Regions from separate parts of the Rattus norvegicus genome. Here region 2 is linked to region 1. A link is a contact called in public Hi-C data. All regions are on one chromosome and are shown on one strand. The core of a region is the stretch at or near the end of the contact, and the rest is flanking DNA. Distances in the headings are between cores, read along the strand shown.

Region 1 (5,393 bases), core at 137-2,636:
AGGCCCATCCGTGGCTCATGGCCACACAGGCCTGCTGGCCAGCCGCCACCCACCTTCTCTCCGGTGCTGCCACTCTCTCATGTGGATTTGGTTGTCAATTAAAAGCTCATTCAAACGCCAGTCAAAATGGAACCATGAAGTTTAAAGGCTCATGGGGAGTCACCGCAGCCTGTTAGAAATGCGCGGGTAAGCGATGAGCTGGGAGCTGGAGAGCCCTGCAAGCTCACTTTGCCAGAAAGCCCTGGTTCCCTCCACAGGGCCAGCACATGTCTCCTAGAAAGTGAGATCTAAAGTCAGTGGCTAAGGGGATGTCAGGTGTGGCCAGCATTCTCCTCCCTACAGTGGCTCAGAACAGCTTCAGGGAGCCCCGCAGACCCAGTTTCCTCTGTGTAGGGACAAGTTGCTTCTCCTTCGGCTATGATGGGAGACTGCCAGGCTTCATGGGGTTGCTTGATTAAACACTCTTGAGCTTCGAGCCAGGGACATGCCACCATTTGGGAGCCTCATCAGTCTGTGGGGCTCTGCCTCTCTCTCCTCACCCTCTGCCCCTTCGTCAGTCTGCAGTCCCATGAGGCTATGACACCATCCTCTAGCTAGCCTAGAGGTTGGGAAGATACTCTACTCCTGCTGTCAGAGGGTCAAGATGGTCTAGAAGACCACAGGTTAGAGATGAAAACCCTTCAGCTCCTCCCACACCCTGCTTCTCCCAAACTACTCATTTGGGGGCTTGCCCTTCCTCTGAGGTAGGAGCCCCAGGCATGATAAAATCTGGCCAAGCAGAGAGAGCTGCCCTTTGCCTTAGGGGGCTATCACAGTCCTCCACCCCCTTTTCAATTTTAATTTACATACATCTTTACATTTTACATAAATTTTTAATTTACATACATACATACATACATACATACATACATACATACATACATCCTTATGCTTTTCACAGGAGTGTACCACTGCCCTCAACTCTGGGATCAAACCCAGAACTTCATGCACTTGAGGCGCTCGCTGTACCAGCTGAGCTCAACCCTTCCCATGCCTTCCCTAAATTCCGCCAATTAATCCCAGAAGGTAAAGTCCTGAATGTCCCACAATTGGATTCCATCAGAAACCCATTCAAGGTTGTGATAGGAGCTTCCCCTTCCACCCCACTTCTCGCAAAGAGAGCGGGGCAGGCGGTCCTCAGCAGATGACATCCTCAGCACAGTGGCATCAGGCTCTCATTTGCCATTTGGTAAGGACAGATCTGTAACCTGCACAGGCAGATTTCAGGAAAGCGGCCTCACGAATGTATGAATGTCCTGTGGTTTGACTCTGCAGTTCAGGCCAAGCCCCTGAATTCTCCAAGCCGCAGGCTGACCAACATGACTAATGCAAGTTATCCACAGTCTTACCATCCTTGGGCATAAGACCGCTCCAGCTGGAGCAAGTCTGCCAAGTGTGCAGGGAGCCCTGCTAGCAGCACAGGACAGTCGGAGGGCTTTTGGAAAAGTTCCCCGAGCCGCCTGTCTGTCCACCCCCACAGTTGTCTGTCTGGAGATAAAGCTCCCAGGATAGTCACTCAGAGATGCGTCACAGGAGTCTTGGATGCTGCTCCCAGCAGTGCTCTGCCAGGCAGGTCCACAGAGAGGTGGCCTGTGCTGACCCGGAACCAAAAAACCACCCCCGCAGTGTCCTAAGCTAGCCCTGTGCCTCTGTGTTCCAGATTTGTCATTCATTCAAATGGGTCCTCAGGGACCGGTTCTTTGTTTGTGGGGCTTGCTCAGTGAGGGGGTGGGGGGAAAGGGGAGAGAGAGAGGGAGAGAGAGAGAGAGAGAGAGAGAGAGAGAGAGAGAGAGAGAGAGAGAGAGAGAGAGAGAAGTTTCTCTTTCTCCTTTCCACTTAGTGACTGCAGGAATACATAGTTTCCATTGGTGAAGCCTTACGCTCTTTCTTACTTTTTAAGAACAGTGTAGGTGACATACTTCACAATCTTGGCAAGGCAGACAAGACATTTGGGGAGTAAATCAAAACTGGAAGCCAGAAGTATTGGCCCAGACTTGGACTGCCGCTTAGCGAAATGTAGCAGAGGGATTCAGGTGAGGGGAGAGAGGAAGAGCTGGCTTTCTGGGGCATAACTGGTTCTTTGTGGAGAAGGGAGGGAGTGGGCTGGGGTGAGACCCATCCTGGATTTGGAGGCTGTGGGAGGACAGAGGGCATGAGATTCCTCCAGCCTGTGTTTTCACAGTCACAAATTTAATTTCTTTCATGACTTTGAGTTCAGCGAGAGATCGCTAAAATGAAGCTTTCACAGCTCTCTGACGAGTTGGGAAGAGAGGCTATCAGCTTAAGAGCAGTTGTATCCTACCTAAGAGAAGAGCATCCACCCTGGGAAGCCTGACAGCCGCCAGATCACTAAGACAGGACAGACAGGACAGCCAGCCAGTCAGAGGCTTTGATGTTGTTTTTAGAACACAAAGAATCTTGAATCAGCAGCAGATTTCTCTTCTTTTCCCTCTGTTTCCCTCTTCCTGGTCCCTTCTTGGAGATTCATTCCCCTGGCCATCTTACATGACTGCTGTGAGGGAGAGACTGGGTTTACTGTGGGGAAACACATTGCCAATTCAAATAGCATCCGTAAAGGAGAGAGGTGCTTGGAGTCACCATTGCTTAGCAATGGAAAGGAGGAGTTCGCCATCGACTGTGCAGCCGACATAGCTGGCCCAGAGAGGGTAGAAGTTGGAAGCCATCAACCAAGTTAGCATGGGATAGTTTCTTAATAGCATCCTTCTTGGGGTCACATTCCTACAAAACTATTTTCTTCCTTAGTTACATGAAATAAATACCCCCCTCGTTGAAAGAATTTATTTTTAAAAAAAAGTCAATTGCTAACTCCTGCCAAATTTTAGTTGTAAGATTTTTTTTTTAAATTGGCAGGAAATTTTAAGAGCACGTGCACGGTGGTGCAGCGGCCTGGCGCCTGGCATTCTGGGAACAGTTGTAAAGGGAAGCTAAGAAACAAGAATGAGGGGCACTGAGGATCCGTCAAAGTTCCCCTGGTCAACGACTCCTGAGTCCCAGATGCAAAATTAGATTAACCCACGTGTTTAGAGCACTCCTACCTCTCAGGAGTTGGGTCATCCTTGGCTACATAGCAGTTCCAGGCCATCCTGGGCTACAATGTATGTTTTTTTTTTAAACCTACTTGAGTTACTTGTCATAGGACAACCTCAGACCTGGCTAAAGACACTGACGCCATCCGATTTGGAGACATGAGGACCAGGCACTGTGGTTCACCCTATTCGGTGTTTAAGTTAGCCCCCAAGCTTGGTTCACCCTAGACCTTAGTTCTACAAATCAGAACTCCCCCACTGGTTGTTTTCCCACAAATGACCAAAAAGACCTGGGATGAGCCTAGTCTTGTGAAATCCTCCCTCCTCCAAGGCGTGTAATGTCCCCTGGGCGACACCGTCCAATTTTAAGAAAGACATGAAAAAAAAAATGGAACTTTTCAGAAATTGGGTACGTTTTGGGAGATTTGCCATGAAACTGTTTAACGTGTAAATTCCCACGCAACTGACCTAATGCAGTTTAATCTGGTCATGTTTGCACCCCATCATCTTTCCTGGCAGGAAAGCTATAAGCCACCTGCTCCTCTTGGAGGGAAACTGCCTGGATACTGGCAGGGTCTGCGTGGGGCTCACTCTGGTGTCCGTAGCCTGGTCATTTTAGTAGTTCCTCTGTGGCTCATGCCATTAAAATTCTCAGTGGCTTGAGTAATGTCTCCAGGGCTAAGAGAATCTTATGTCCTTGACTATGGTCCATGTTAGCAACATATCCAGTAACCCTGTGGAGCATTCTGATTAGATCTCCAGGGCACCAGCCAGCTGGAGTTCTAGACTTTAACAAGGTTTTGGGTAGGATGTCTGTGCAAGTTCATCAGTCACTGACCAGTGAGGAGCTCTCATCTCCAGTTCCTCCCAAAGTACATGTTGTTTATAAACTCTGAATCCTCCATGCACCAATCTTTACATGGAAGAAAGTTCTCCAGCAGGCTCAATATTTAAGTGAAATTCTAGATGTTTTCTTTAAAAAAAAAAAAGACTTATTTATTTATTATTTAAGTACACTGTAGCTGCCTTCAGACACACCAGAAGAGGGCATCAGACCTCATTACAGATGGTTGTGAGCCACCGTGTGGTTGCTGGGATTTGAACTCAGGACCTTCTGGAAGAGCAGTCAGTTCTCTTAACCACTGAGCCATCTCTCCAGCCCTCCTAGATGCTTTCTAAACATTAATTCACTAATCCCCTGGCCAGGAGAGACCTTTGTCCTTCCAGAGAGATTGTAAGGTACCCTGTATCAGTCAAAATGCCCCACCTCATGCGAAAAGTTCTTGTTTGTGAATACGAGTTCCGGATTGTCTCCAGAGTAGGAAGTCACCTGATAACAAGGTCACTAGCCTGACCTGTGATTTCTTGAATGTAAGTCCCCATTTATTAACGCTTATGTAGGAACACTCTAGACCAAGAAAAGCCATTGTGACTCTGATGTTGCTTCCAAAGGCTTGGAAGGGTTCACCGCTGCCAGTCCTGGAGGAACTGTTTACAGCTGAGAGAGATCCTCAAATAAGAGAGCACAGCAGGTGGGGTGTCTGTCTGCCACAGGTTTTCAAAGGCAGTGCACTGAGCTCCCTGGGAAGGGTCTGGAGGTCGCCATGCCAGCCGAGCTTTGCATTTTGTGAGTTTAGCCGAAAACTACTTAAGAGGGAAATACATTTCTTAAATCGTCTTGTTTCCCAAGAAGGAGATACAGCCCTTGGGGCTTCCAACGCCTCCTAACAAAAAACATCTGCTGAACTTCCGGAATTTTCCTCAGGCCTTGAGCACACGCCCACACGTTTCCAGCTCTTTCCTAACCATGAAGTTGGCTTCAACAGACTTTGGCTTTATGGCCAGCGCTTCCATCCAGTCGTTCCGTTCACCCTTTACTCCATCTCCGTTTCGTGTGTTGATGCCATGGTGCCAGCACTGACCGCTCGGGGGAGCCACGCCAGTCCACGATGGTCTGATCCACGTATTTCAAAATGAATAAGACTATAATAGAGCAGCACAGAGCACCGTGTGTGCCACAGGCTCTCCACAGAGGGGTTCGTTCTGTGGAGCCTGTTCTGAGGTACTTGTGGACAGTAGGGTTTTGCTGTATGTTCGCCTGCCTGTGGGAATGAAGCGCTTTTGTTAAGCTTCTCTAAAGTTCTTCTTTACTTTAGAAGATCCTCTCAGTACAGCAGTCCTTACCGATGGCTCTGGATGGTTTTGCTCAGCACTACTTATATTCTGAAATATTATTGATCCAGTGCAGAGGTTCCCAACCTGTTACTCCCGATCCCTTTGTGGAGGCCAATCGCAGGTATCCTGCGT
Region 2 (5,502 bases), core at 716-3,215, 120 kb before region 1:
TATCTACCTGTCTGTCTGTCTATCTACCTATCTCTGTATATTTATCTGTCTGTCTGTCTGTCTATCTACCTACCTATCTCTATCTATCTGTCTGTCTGTCATCTGTCTGTGTGTCTCCCCCACCCTTTCTCTATCTGGGCCATTGAGACAGTTGTGTCCTAGAGAAGGCAAGAGCACAGTCCCAGGCTGGGATAAACAAGTGAAAGATACACACTGGGCAGAGAACATGCATCCACAGAATCCACAGAAAGGAAGTAGTTATGCTCAGTCTTGGGTCCGTGAGCTAGAACCCACACCCTCCTCTTCAGTTCCTGGTCCTTATCTAACAGTAAAATCAAAGATCCCTCTGACAATCAGAAAAGCCATTAGAGGAAGTCAGGCTAGATTTAAATAGTTCCTTTTAATCATAGCAGCCACTTCCCATGTCCAAGGAAAAATATTTGGGAGATAAAACATGGAGACCTAAGCAGATTGGGAAATAGAAAACAGGACAGCTCTCCTGTCAGGCATCACATGAGCCAGAGAGGAGAAAAACCCATGGGCACCAGCGTCTCAGATGTTTCACTTCAGCGCTTGCTAGAGAAATGAGGAATGGAGGTGCTCTGCTAAATTCTGCTGAATCACGGGGCTCTTTTCCCAGAACACAATCACTGGAAAAGCATTTGACCCCGAGGAAATGTCTACTTAAAAATGTCACCATCACGGCTGACCTCAAATCAGCTCAGCGTCCTGCAAGCCACCACATTCCAGCTCCTGCCGATAAAACACCAGCAGGTCGGAGTCTTTGACACTGCCGGAAGACACAACGTCAGACGTCTCTCCTGCAAGCATCGCCTCGAAGGAATGTATCAGACAGAGAGGACCACAGAAACAGCTGCATGAACAGCTGCCCTGCGCTGTCCACCTGAGGGGACAGGTGCAGTAAGGACAGGCGTGTCCTCCTCTCCAGGTGAACTTCACATCTGAACCCAGGACTCACGTGTTGAGCGCTAGTCCCCAGGTGGTGGTATGAAGAAGGGGAAGGGCAAACATTGGAAGGTGATGTGGTCAAGAAGGAGTCAGCAGAACCTAGGGAGCTCATGGTCTCTCCCAGCCTGAGGACACCAAGGGAACACCTGTCTGTGAAGGAAGTGGGCTACAATCAGACAAGGAGTTCATGAAGTCAGACTTCCTGCCTCCAGGAAGTCACTTAATCTGGGGTGTTTTGTTACAACAGTATCTTAACTGGAATAAGACAAAGAAAACCATCCTGATGCTGTATGTAAAATATCCAAGTCCCTGGCCCCCTTTTCTGATATGCACATCCCAGAATCAATTTGTATCTCTGCCTCACGGGTCTGGAGCTCACCCTAGATCAGGTAAGACTGAGCTGTGAGCAGACAACGTGGGGAGAGAACACTGAGAAGGGACTAGTAACTCAGGGAGGAACGTGAGAGAATTCCATAAAGAGAGGCAAAGAGATGCTCTGGGGCCCAGAAACCAAGCCTTGGCTCAACCTCACCTCAGGCCCAGCTGTTATCATCAGGCTTTGGAATCATCAGGATGGTTGCTCCTCAATAGAGACAAGCAATTGACAACCCATGAAAAAGAAAAAAATGTTACTTTAACCTCAATCAGAGGTTACAATGTTACGATTAGCTCAGCTGCAAGTCCCCTCAACTGTATTTTGCTTCTGCCCTGAGAGGCAAGATGCTCAATTAACTGCCCCTCATTGTCTCTGGGAAAAATGAGTAGCCCCTTTCTAAGGCAGGATGGGGAGGCCAGGAAGAAGGAGGCCAGGAAGGAGGCTGGGAGAAAGGAGGCTGGGAGGAGGGAGGCCGGAAGGAAGGTGCCCTTGCAGAACCAGGCTGAGGGGACACAGTCTACACTAGTCTGTTCCCAACATTGTGTGTGGTCCAGGAATGGACAGTGTGGCCCTCTCCACCAAGGACCTCTGAGCAAGGCACCAAGCCCCTGGGGCTCCAAACCCTTATCAGCGGGAGGCAGAGTGGAGAGGGAGCACACCCGAATCACCCACAGGGATGAATCACGATTGTTTATAAGATTCCTCAGGCCGGCAGGAAGGGTTCTGGAGAAAATATCTGGCATTCTGGGTAAGAACACAGTCAGGGATAAGAGTCTTTGGGGCCCTTCTTTTCCCCCATAAAAATGAGCATCTGATTAGATCAGAGTACCACAGCAAGCTTTCGAACAAACTCCCATAACGAAAATGTACCCTTGTCCATTGAGGGTAAACTTGGGGTGCCTTAAGGGAGGAAAGTTCAGAGGCCACTCAACTGCAGCCCAGCGTGCTGCTGCTCAGGGTCACCCAGTGCTCAGCGTGCGGCATCTCTGTACTGTTGCCACATTGCTGCTCCGAGGACCCACTGTGCTTACGTGGTAAGGGCTGCCTGCCTGACTAACCACTACCAAAGCCTTCCAGTGCCTTGGGAGCACAGAAACTCCACACAGGGGAGAGGGACAGAGCGCTGAAGTGCTTAGAAACCTTCTAGCTCAGGGGGTTTCCTGTGGCCATGTAATCTCTTTGTCGAATTTCCAGAGGAAACCTTCCCCAAACTAAACCTGGAGCTGGGTAATTTAGACCCTGGAATTCACAGCCACCTAAAGAGCCATGAACCTCTCACCCAGAGCCACAAGCTGACCTCTAGATGTGAAATGCTTCAGCAGGACACTGGACAAGCCTTTGCGATCCCAGGAAGTACCTGGGAGAGTCCCAGCTAGCAGCCACGTCTGAAAGTACCCTTCCTCTATTAGCAGATGGGTCTATGGGCAGGATGAACAGGGGACCCCACCAAGGGACCCAATGCCCCAGTGGTTTCATCGCAGTGCCTTAGAGATCACCCCTCAAGCACCACCTTCTCTCACCAGAACCCCACGGGAAGAAACTGAGTGGATTTAACATGAAGCCAAGTGATGGTTCTCAACCTGCGGGTCATGACCAGTTAGTCCGATGACCCTTTCACAGGGGTGGCATATCAGATATTTATATTATGATTCATAACATAGCATAATTGCAGCTATAAGTATCAATGGGATGATGTATGGTTGGGGGTCACCACCACACAAGAAACTGCATTAAAGGGTCACAGCGCTAGGAAGGGCTAGGAAGGTAGAGAAGCATGGCATATTACCATTATGGAAACTGTCTAATTAGCCAGGAGGTATGCTAAACTATAGGCAGACACGGAGCTGAGCTGTACCTTTGACCTCATAATGGGTTTGCCAAATGGGAAAACTACAACAAAGAGGGGACACTTCCCCAAAGCTGTCTGGAACGCTCGTTAACTCTAATTCTCCCTTTGTTTAACTGCCTGCCCACCATGCTCCAATCACTTCACAAGGAAGGACCCAGGGCTCTGTTAATGTCATCTGAGGGTGTAGCCCCCCGATGCCCACCCTCCATCTTCATTATCAGCCTGACTGCTGCCTGGAAGTGTATGCTGTGTACTCCTGACAACTGCGGAATCCAGAGGCAAAGGTCTCACTTGTCAGGGCTTACGGTAAGTCTTTGATCTCTGATTAAAACACACGACCTCCTTTTGTCCCCTTCAAAAGTTCTTCTCCTGCCAGCCAATGTCACATTGAGTTCACTGCTACAAGAAGAAAATACTGTAATGCTGGCCATGTAGAATGAAGACAAGAACTGCCGATGCCTGCCTCACGGATGCAGTGTATGTAGTCTCATAGAAAGAAGACAAGAACTGCCGATGCCTGCCTCACGGATGCAGTGTATGTAGTCTCATAGAAAGAAGACAAGAACTGCCGATGCCTGCCTCACCGATGCAAGTGCAGACTCAATGCCAGGCTGACAAAGCCGCAGGATGGGACCCTACTGTGGACTGGCTGAATTCTATGGCCAATCTTCCAGGAAAATCCACTTCCAATTAAAGCTGAACGTTCCAGATCTAGGACTATGTATCATACCCAGGGCCACGGACTTCTTAGCCAGAGCCGTGAGCCAACCCCTGGACCTGATTTCAAGGCACTAAATTCCCTACTGTTGTTTCTGAACATGGGAACCAAACCCATTTCCTATGTTCCAAGCTGTGCTAGAGGAACTACATTCCAAACAGCTGCAAGCGGAGAGCGGTGGGGAGTTACCCCGGAGTCTACCGGCTTCGGAAGCACACAGCCAAGGGGCACGTGGAGTTAATGTTGGGATCCAGGCAGGTGAATGTGAGCTGTGGCAGAGGCAGCTCCAGGTCCCTTAAAGGGTACTGATACACCAGGGAGACATAGCAGGACACAGCGTGCAGACCAAGACACGCCCACGTGGTCATGGATCCCTCTTAGTGGCTTCCCCGTGGCAGACTATGAACATGTCCCGGGATTCTGACGATTCTTATAAAAAAAAAAATCCTCTTAAAAATTCTATCCAAAAAAAATTAAAAAAAAAAAAGACAAAAGTAGGTGACTGTGAGAATCCAAGTCGATTCTCACGACTGGGGAGCCAGGGGATGATTCATGCGCACTGTGAGGAAATGGGAAATTGGAACATCTGGAAAAAATCTTGGCATGACAAGACACCAGATAGACATGGAAAAGGACGAGTGTGTTGGCCCATATCACCCACCGAACGGAAGAGAGCATCCCCAGAGCCTCCAGACAAACATGCATGGCCCAGAGAGCTGCAGCCAGACCCAACAGAGCCCTGCGTTCTCAGAAACGCAGTAACATTTCATACAGAACACCCTGTGGCGAGACCTGACTAAGGGCTGCTGGCAAGGAAGGGGGGGTGGGGTGGCCTGGGCAGAACTTGGAAGGAAATGCACTACAGGAAAAGTGGTTAGCGTCAGAACACCGCGTGTTTGGGAACGTTGGGACACCGGGTACAGGAGTCTGGTCCTCCTGGAAGCCACAGGGTGGTGATTTTGGAAATGGGCAACAAAATAAGAGGTGGGCTAGAGGTGGGTGGTTAATGCTTTTCTGGAAGGCCTCCCAAGCGTAGCTCACACTTTCTCCGGCAGAAACAACAAAGCCCGCCCAGCTCTGCTGTGACTGACAGGCTGGGGGCTGCAGGCTGGCTGGTCACTTCCTCTCTGTCAGGACAGAGGAGTATGGGTCTGCACTCTGTGAACATGTGGTGAGTCGAGCCAGCACGCAAACGTTCCTCATATTTATCTCGACTCTGAAAAAACACTGTCCCCACCTCCCTGTCAGGTGTGCCCTGCGTTTAGCTTCCTGAGTGGAATTTGGTGTTGCACACTAGCTCTGGGAACATGCTCATCTGAGCAACTAGCCTGAAAGGCTTGATGAGTGGCCACTAAAAGGCCACTCATCGAGAGATGGAGGAACCCACACCAGAGTCGAGGGCAGCAAACAAAAGCACCTGTCAAGTGTGAGGTGTGAGGAAGCCCTGTTGTGCCACACCCAGAGGGTTCCTTGGGGGATAATTGATGGGAAAGGATTCCGAGCCACCTGTGGCAAAAAAAAATGTGTGTGCAGGTTTTCGCCTGTTTCCCAAACACGGTGCCTTCACAATCTACCCAAACCAAAGGACAG

Evidence for each region. Hi-C and Micro-C count contacts between places; a contact is called where the count stands out from the background.
Region 2: a contact with region 1 is called in a Hi-C map of the A7r5 cell line, with 3 times the contacts expected there. The contact joins two enhancer-like sites. A contact is called at or near these places in 12 of 12 Hi-C or Micro-C datasets (the A7r5 cell line, the Rat2 cell line, Schwann cells and 7 more) and 1 of 1 datasets of contacts at active chromatin or transcription factors (oligodendrocytes).

The regions. Positions count from the first base shown.
Region 1 is chr16:84,815,649-84,821,041 of GRCr8, reverse strand. All of the region lies in intron 4 of Col4a2 (collagen type IV alpha 2 chain), which reads left to right. Among named protein-coding and RNA genes, the nearest start is that of Col4a2, 67 kb to the left of the region's middle. Within about 2 kb of position 1,386, at least 17 of the 93 cell types and tissues checked have an H3K27ac peak or open chromatin away from gene starts, as enhancers often do. A contact at or near this core is called in the A7r5 cell line, where this site is marked.
Region 2 is chr16:84,931,899-84,937,400 of GRCr8, reverse strand. All of the region lies in intron 2 of Col4a1 (collagen type IV alpha 1 chain), which reads right to left. Among named protein-coding and RNA genes, the nearest start is that of Col4a1, 49 kb to the right of the region's middle. Within about 2 kb of position 1,965, at least 10 of the 93 cell types and tissues checked have an H3K27ac peak or open chromatin away from gene starts, as enhancers often do. A contact at or near this core is called in the A7r5 cell line, where this site is marked.